Regions from separate parts of the Muntiacus reevesi genome. Here region 1 is linked to region 2. The links are chromatin contacts, called in public Hi-C maps. All regions are on one chromosome and are shown on one strand. Each heading gives the region's core, a stretch centred on a gene start, on an enhancer-like site or on the middle of the called end of the contact. The rest is flanking DNA. Distances are from core to core; before and after follow the strand shown. Region 1 holds the start of PCNA (proliferating cell nuclear antigen). Region 2 holds the start of WDR37 (WD repeat domain 37).

Region 1 (3,578 bases), core at 856-3,355, 1.1 Mb after region 2:
GATGCAGGGGCTAATGCAAATATGTCCTTGGCAGTAATGAATTCAAACCAATGAGCTACTGTATGAATACCATAATTTAATAAAATGACAAATATGTCAGTCTAAATACCCTACTCTGGAATATTCATGAGCAAATATATAGAAAAGTTCTGTTAGGAAGTAGGCTTTAAGTTATTATATAGATATATGTTATATAACTATCATGACTGTGTACAGCATGCTCAACCAGAAACTTCTGATACTCACTGGAATTCCAAGTTGTTCAACATCTAAATCCATTAACTTCATTTCATAGTCTGAAACCTTTTCCTGATCTACCAAAAGAAAGCAAATTTGAAGAAAAACAGGTAAGTTTAAAACTAAGAGGTATATTTTACAATCATCAGACTTGGGAAATACTGACACTGCATTTTAGTTTCCTCTACCATAACTCAGTAGAAGGGTAAACTTACTTGGAGCTTCAAATACTAGTGCCAAGGTGTCTGCATTATCTTCAGCTCGTAAGGTAATGATGTCTTCATTGCCAGCACATTTTAGTATTTTGGACATGCTAAAACAGAGAAGACAAAGGGTTTTAAATCAACACCATCTTCTCAAGATCGTTAGTTTTCTAATGGAATTAAAATCAGGAGTTACCATTTTTAACCATTTAGCTGCTGTAGTTTAGACCCCAAGTGGTGTTCGACCCTTTTGCAACCTCCTGGATTGTAGCCTATCAGGGTCCTCTGTCCATGAAATTTCCCAGGCAAGAATACTGGAGTGGGTTGCCATTTCTTTCTCCAGGGGATCTTCTCTACCCAGGGAACGAACCCCCATCTCCTGCATTGGCAAAGGGATGCTTTACTAGTAAGCCACCAGGGAAACCCTTAACCAGTACGCCATCTGTCAGACTGGGGAGTTAGGAAAACGTACTGCACGGGGGATATGCAAGCCGGTCCAGGCATATTGGAATGCAATCTGGCAGTATTTATACCCCAAAGGCCCACAATATACCAAGAGCAATTTCGCTTCTGGATATAAATAAAAGAACAATATTTTATGAATTTCAAATCCCTTTTGGTGGGTGAAGTAAATTATCGGGCCAACTATCTTTAAAAATGACCTAATACACCTATTAAAGTACACTGCATGTACTATGGGTATTTATCATAAGCTTTAAGCTGTCAACATGGTATTTATCATAAGCTTTAAGATTTAAATATGTGTATTTCAAAAGTTGAACGCCACTGCCCTGGAGAAAGTTTTCAAGTCCAGGATCTTAGGGTGCTCACCGCAACTTTGCAGTAAAAAAAGAAATACTCTGGTCCCTAGATAGGGTGACAGAACTAGGATACACTATAAAGTCAACCAGGACCAAGGTTTCTCGTCCAAGTCGCCTGCACTTAATGACCAAAGCGTTCTGCAACAGTCTTTTCCTGGCACCGCAAAGTCCATCATTTTCCCGCCACCACCCGCTTTGTGACTTTGGCGCGGAAAACAGCCGGTTCGCTGTTCGCGCTGCAGCCAGCGCGGGCTTTGCAAACCGCGCGCTCTGCTGGGTCCCGCCACCACCCTCACTCCGCAGCAGGCCAATGAGAAGACGCAGATGGCCCACGCCAGCCAATGAGGGCCCGGCTCGTCGGAGCTCCCGCCAAGAGCCAGACGTAGGAGTGGACCAAGGCCCGGATGCCCGAGGCTTTGGAGCTCACCTGGTGAGGTTCACGCCCATGGCCAAGTTGCGGTCGCAGCGATAAGTGTCGAAGCCCTCGGAGCGAAGGGTTAGCTGCACCAAGGAGACATGAGACGAGTCCATGCTCTGCAGGTTCACGCCACTTGAGCTGATGTCCCAGCAGGCCTCGTTGATGAGATCCTTAAGCGCTTCCAGCACCTTCTTCAAGATGGAGCCCTGGACCAGGCGCGCCTCGAACATGGTGGCGGAGTCGCAATGACACGGCTACAGGTAGGAGTGAGGAAGGTGTAGCCGGCTTAGGCTTCACAGGATGAGAGCGAGAGGCGGAAAACGACTACGAGCGCCTAAGACGAAGGAAGCCACTAACAACTCGCCGCGCCTGCAGCCGTTTAATACTGCCGCGTCTGCTAGCGCGCGCTACGCCCCCGCGCCCCTTGTTGATACGTCATCACGCTGCCCTCCCGCTGCCTGGGCGGAGAGACTGTAGAACCAGTCTTGTCCCTGCACTGCACGAAACCCGCCCCACCCCGAACACCCATTGGAGGATGCAGGCATGGGGGCGGGGCAGGGGCGGAGTGTTTCGGAGGCCCCGCACATAGGCGTGCGCTGGAGTTCGGGCCTTTTTGTCTTATTACGGCACCCGTTAGAGGAGTCCATGTGAGTGTGAAAATCGGTCCTAGACTGGGCGGGAATGGTCGATGAGCGGCGACTCTGGTGCCTCGTCAGCCTCCCGCTTGAGGGGTAGAAAATTTACAGCCGTGAGTGAAACGTAAATCCAGCCTGTGTGCTCAGTCGTATCAGTTTGTCTGACTCTTTAGGAAGAAAAGCCACCTTGTAGCCTGAAGAGTGTAGGTGCTTTAAGGGAGGTACAGTTATGATTAAAAAAACAGACAGCTCCTCACCACCAGCTCTTAAACCTCCTCCGCCACCTACACACAAATTGATATCATTTACTGTATGTAACTTTCTAAGTTTTTTTTCCTCTACAAGTTTATATATTTTAAAAAATGAAAATGAGTTCATGCCATAAAGAATTCAGCAAAGTGCTTACTAAAGTATGTTTAATTTTATGCCACGTTCATGTTTTGTTTATCAGCACCTCTTAAAAAGATGGCATCATATCCTACAAATGTAACCTAACCTAATTGCCAATCTCTTGTAATTCGGGCAACTCCTTGAAGTAGTATTGCTGGATAGAGGAGCATACGCATTAAATTTTTGATAAATGTTAACCAAGTTGACTTCTAAAAGATTGTAAATTACATTCCAGCCAAGACTATGAGCATGTTCCTTGCCCCTAATTTTTCTAACTTTAGTTATTAGCAATCTAATTTTTAAATCTGTGCTCATTTGTGTGGAAATTTCAATTTGCATATTAAAAGACTGGTGCAAATTGGATATCTTTCATACAGTTCTTGACCATTGCATGTTTATATTTTTTCTATTAAACTTTTTTCTTATTGATTAAAAGCATTTCATATATTAATCATCTCCCTATTATAAATATTCCCCCTTTGTTTTTTCCTTTGTTTACAGCATTTCTTTTTAGTTGCTTCTTATGTTTTACCTTGGTCTGTAGAATTCTTTAGCCTTTCTACCATGTATGGTGTGGATTTGGTTTTATTTATCCTGTTCATGGAATTTTTGTATTCCTCAGCCAAAAGATTCACGCATTTCATCAAGTCTAGAATATTGTCAACCATTATGGTTTCAAAAATTGCCTTTCCCTACTCAATGCTCTCCCTCTAGTATTTCTATTAGATGTGTCTTTAATTGAATTTAAGATACCTTCAATTGTAAGATGTAGCACAAGAAAATAAAATATGAGACTATCCTGATTTATCATTTAGATTTTCTGTTTTGTTATTATCCTAGAACTTTGACTTTTCAAAACATTTGTATCATATAT
Region 2 (3,653 bases), core at 1,026-3,525:
TTCTTCACTACTAACTTACAAGATTCTCACCCCAGGCTGTCCCTGAGCCTTGAACCCCTCCCTCAAACCCATGAACCACCTGGTGCTACTCTGGGCTTTGCCTGCTTTTGTTGGTCACCTCACCAAATAGTAAATGTACTGGTCACCTTTTCCCACTCATCAATTTCTACACAAACATACACATTTCAAATAAATACGAATCTGAAAAAGGTTTTGGTTCTCCAAAGAGGTTTTAGCTCTTGTTAAGTCACTAAGTCGTGTCTGACTCTGCGACTCCAAGGACGGTAACCATCAGGCTCCTCTGTCCATGGGATTTCCCAGGCAAGAATACTGGAGTGGGTTCCCATGTCCTTCTCCAGGGAATCTTCCTGACCCAGGGATCAAACCTGTGTCTCCTGCATTGGCAGGTGGGTTCTTTACCATCTGGGCCACCAGAGAAGCTTCATGACAGGGCATATGACCGCATTAAACAGAAGGTTTGATGAATAAAAGGTCCTGCTGGTTTTTTTTAAACACAACCAAAAAAGTATAAATTGTTCTCTCCAAGAATCCAACCTCCCTATCCTACTGGTCAAGTTTATCAATTTAATATAAACATTCCTTCTGCCCAACTGGTTTGCCCTTGCGTGTCACATGCCTACTATACCCTACAAACAAAACAATACTCACAATTCCAAACTCAGTGTCGTTTTTAAACACTTTTGGCCAAAGAAAAACACTGACTAAATAGTAAATGTCATGAACGTTAATAACAGGCTACAACCAAAAAAAAAAGGTTAAAAGCTATACTCTGCATGTGGCATTTAATAATACAAAACGTGGCTGAAAAGCCCGTAGAGTTTTTCATAGCACTTCACTGTAAAAGTACCCTTACTGAATTCCTGAAGACAAACGACAAACTCAGCTGCTGAGTGACATCAACCAAAGGCAGCCCCGCAGTCCAGCCTCGGTAAACAGGCTGACGATGTCCTGTCGTCGACCCAGTCGAAGGCACGCTCACCAGTTCTGGACCTGATGCTGGGCTGGGGGCATCTCTAACCGGAAAACCACCAACGCTATTTAAAGACCTCAATTATTAAAAGAATAAGCTCGCATCAAGGATGAACTTATTAACTGTCAAGTCGTCGTCTTAGAAGCAGCACTTGGGAATTCAGAGCGCCGTCGGTACTCCCGGGGGAAGGGGCTGAGGGCGTCAGCTCGCGGCCAAGGCACAGCAGGTGCGCGCGGCTGCCCGGTCCCGGGAAGGAAGGAAACGCGCCGGGGCCTCCGTACGAGCACCCGGCAGGACGCGAGGCTGGACACGGCCCGTCGCTCCAGTTCAAGGTCGCGGCGCCCCTCGCGCGGTTCCACACCCCCAATGGGGCCTGGGGACCCCGGGCTCCGACACGCTCGCGGGTGGGAGGTTCCCGGGGGCCTCGAAGGACCCGCCTCCCCAGCCGCTCTGGGCAAGGGGTGCGCGTTCCAACTCCGTCGAGACCCGGCGGGGCTCGGGGTCGGAGAGGGGCGCGGAATCAGTGCCCAGGTCAGGGTGCGCGAGGCCCCCCAGGACAACCCCGCCCAAGGGAGGCCGCCGCCGCCGCACAGCCTGCGGCTGCGGTCCCGAACTGAAGATGGCGGGCCAGCACTCACCTGTCACGCCGCCGCCGAGCCCGCCACCGCGCAGTGCCAGCCGGGCAGTTCGCTGCCGCCCGTGTCTCCCGAGCCACGCGGCGCGCGGCACGGACGCGGACGCACAGGTCCCCGAGTCCCCGCCTAGACGCCGCCCCAAGACCCGGCAGCCCAACGCCCCACACTTCCGGCGCCGGAAGTCCCCGCCCCGCCTCTGCCCCACGCCGGAAATCCCTCCCGCTATCTTTCACGCGCAGGCCCGACGGGAAGTCCCGCCTCCACCCCGCGGCTGGCACCGCCGGAAGTCCAGGCCACCAAAGGAAGTCCCACCCGCTGCCCGCGGGGGCGGGGATCCTCAAGTGGGTCGCGGCGGCCCTCAAGTGGGTCGTGGCGGCGGCGAATACACAGCTAGGCCCCGGGACCACCCGGTCCTCGCCCTGCGGTGTCGGGGCCCCATCTGAAGCCCCCGCGGAGGGCCAAAGAGCGGCGGGCGCCCCATGGCGCGGGGGCGCTGAGGACCTGCGGGTACTCACGGCGGCGGGGGCCCAAGGGCGTCTCGGGCTGGCGCAGGTCGGCGTCCATTTGGACCCAGGTCGGGTTTCTGGAGCCGCCGGCCCCAGTCGGAACCGCCTCGTGTGCCGGGAACCGCTTCCCGGGCGTCGCTTCCCGGGGCGGCGCGGGCTAGGCGGCTACGCGCGTTTCCCGGCGGATCTGCGGAGGGTGACTCACCCCCTGCAGCCTCCGGTATGAAGTGTGTGTTCGCCATTGGCTGCAGAGACGAAACAAAGACAGCGTCTCGCCGCGAAAGGTGGGACCTGATGGCCTTCTTGTCCTTGTACAGGTTGGAAAAATTACAGGGTGCGCAGGCGGCCTCTGCTCTAGGAACAACCAGTTGGGAGCTTAAAGCCCTAAAGCAAAGACGAAATCAGACGCGTGGGAACTTTTTTAAATACAGACTAAAGTTCATCATTCGAATTGGAGAAGCATTAGTACGATTGTTGAACAAGAAACAAATTCGACGTATTTGGGGATTCGAATAGCCACAAAGTTTGTGCAATAAAACCCGAGATTACTTCAATATCAGCATAATAAAAGTTTATTGCTAGAATCAGTTATATAAGGTGAACTGAGGGTTTCAATGTTTTTTTTTGGAAGTGGGGGCGGTTTTCAAGTTTGGTGGTTGTAGCTACCTACCATTCAACTAGCAATTTTATTAGGGACCTAATATGCCCAAGGCATTCTGCAGGGCGAGGGAGCAGGTAGAATGCCGGGTGAACCACAGTATCAGCTCCAATTGATTCAGGTGCTAATATGTGGTTTTATTTTGCAGCAAAGCATCAACAGTTTGGGTGAAACTTAGGATGTTGTTGTTATAACCGAGGTAATGTTTTCTCTGCTATATTTATAATTCTATAAAAGTCACTGGAAATAAAATGACTGTAAAGAAGTGTCACAAAAATAGGGGAAAGGAATCAACACTTTGGGGGCCGCTGTGTGCCAGGCACTTAACATATTTGTTAACTTGTCTGATCGTCAAGCCAACCTAATAAAGTGCTGATCAAAACTGCGATGAGGTACCACCTCACACTGGTCCAAATGGCCATCATCAAAAAGTCCACAAACAGTAAATGCTGGAGAGGGTGTGAAGAGGGAACCGTACAGCTGCTGTGGAGAACAGTGTGGAGGTTCCTTAAAAAACTAAAAATACAACTACCGTATGATCCAGCAGTCCCACAACTGGCCATATATGTGGGCAAAATTGTTAATTTCAAAAGATACATGTACCCCCAAATGTTCACAGCAGCACTATTCACAATAGCCAATACCCGTAAGCAATCTGAACGTCCATCAACAAATGGAATGGATAAAAAAGACGTGGTGTGTATATATAAACACACATATACACAATGGATAAAGATGTGTATATACACACTGGATAAAAAAGATGTGTATATACACTCATGCATGCATGTGCGCAATGGCATACTAATTTTAAAAAAATGAAACCTTTTGCAACAAGAATGAACCTAGAGATTGTCACAGTG

The links. Hi-C and Micro-C count contacts between places; a contact is called where the count stands out from the background.
Region 1: a Hi-C map of muscle shows a contact between it and region 2, with 5 times the contacts expected there. The contact joins the promoter of PCNA here to the promoter of WDR37 in region 2. A contact is called at or near these places in 2 of 3 Hi-C or Micro-C datasets (blood and muscle).

What each region holds. Positions count from the first base shown.
Region 1 is chr2:46,272,585-46,276,162 of mMunRee1.1, forward strand. It overlaps PCNA (proliferating cell nuclear antigen), which reads right to left and starts at 2,106. Exons shown (of 6, transcript XM_065921464.1): 1 at 1,689-2,106; 2 at 453-550; 3 at 247-314. The coding sequence starts at 1,909.
Region 2 is chr2:45,168,278-45,171,930 of mMunRee1.1, forward strand. WDR37 (WD repeat domain 37) reads right to left here and starts at 2,276. Exons shown (of 14, transcript XM_065921418.1): 1 at 2,142-2,276.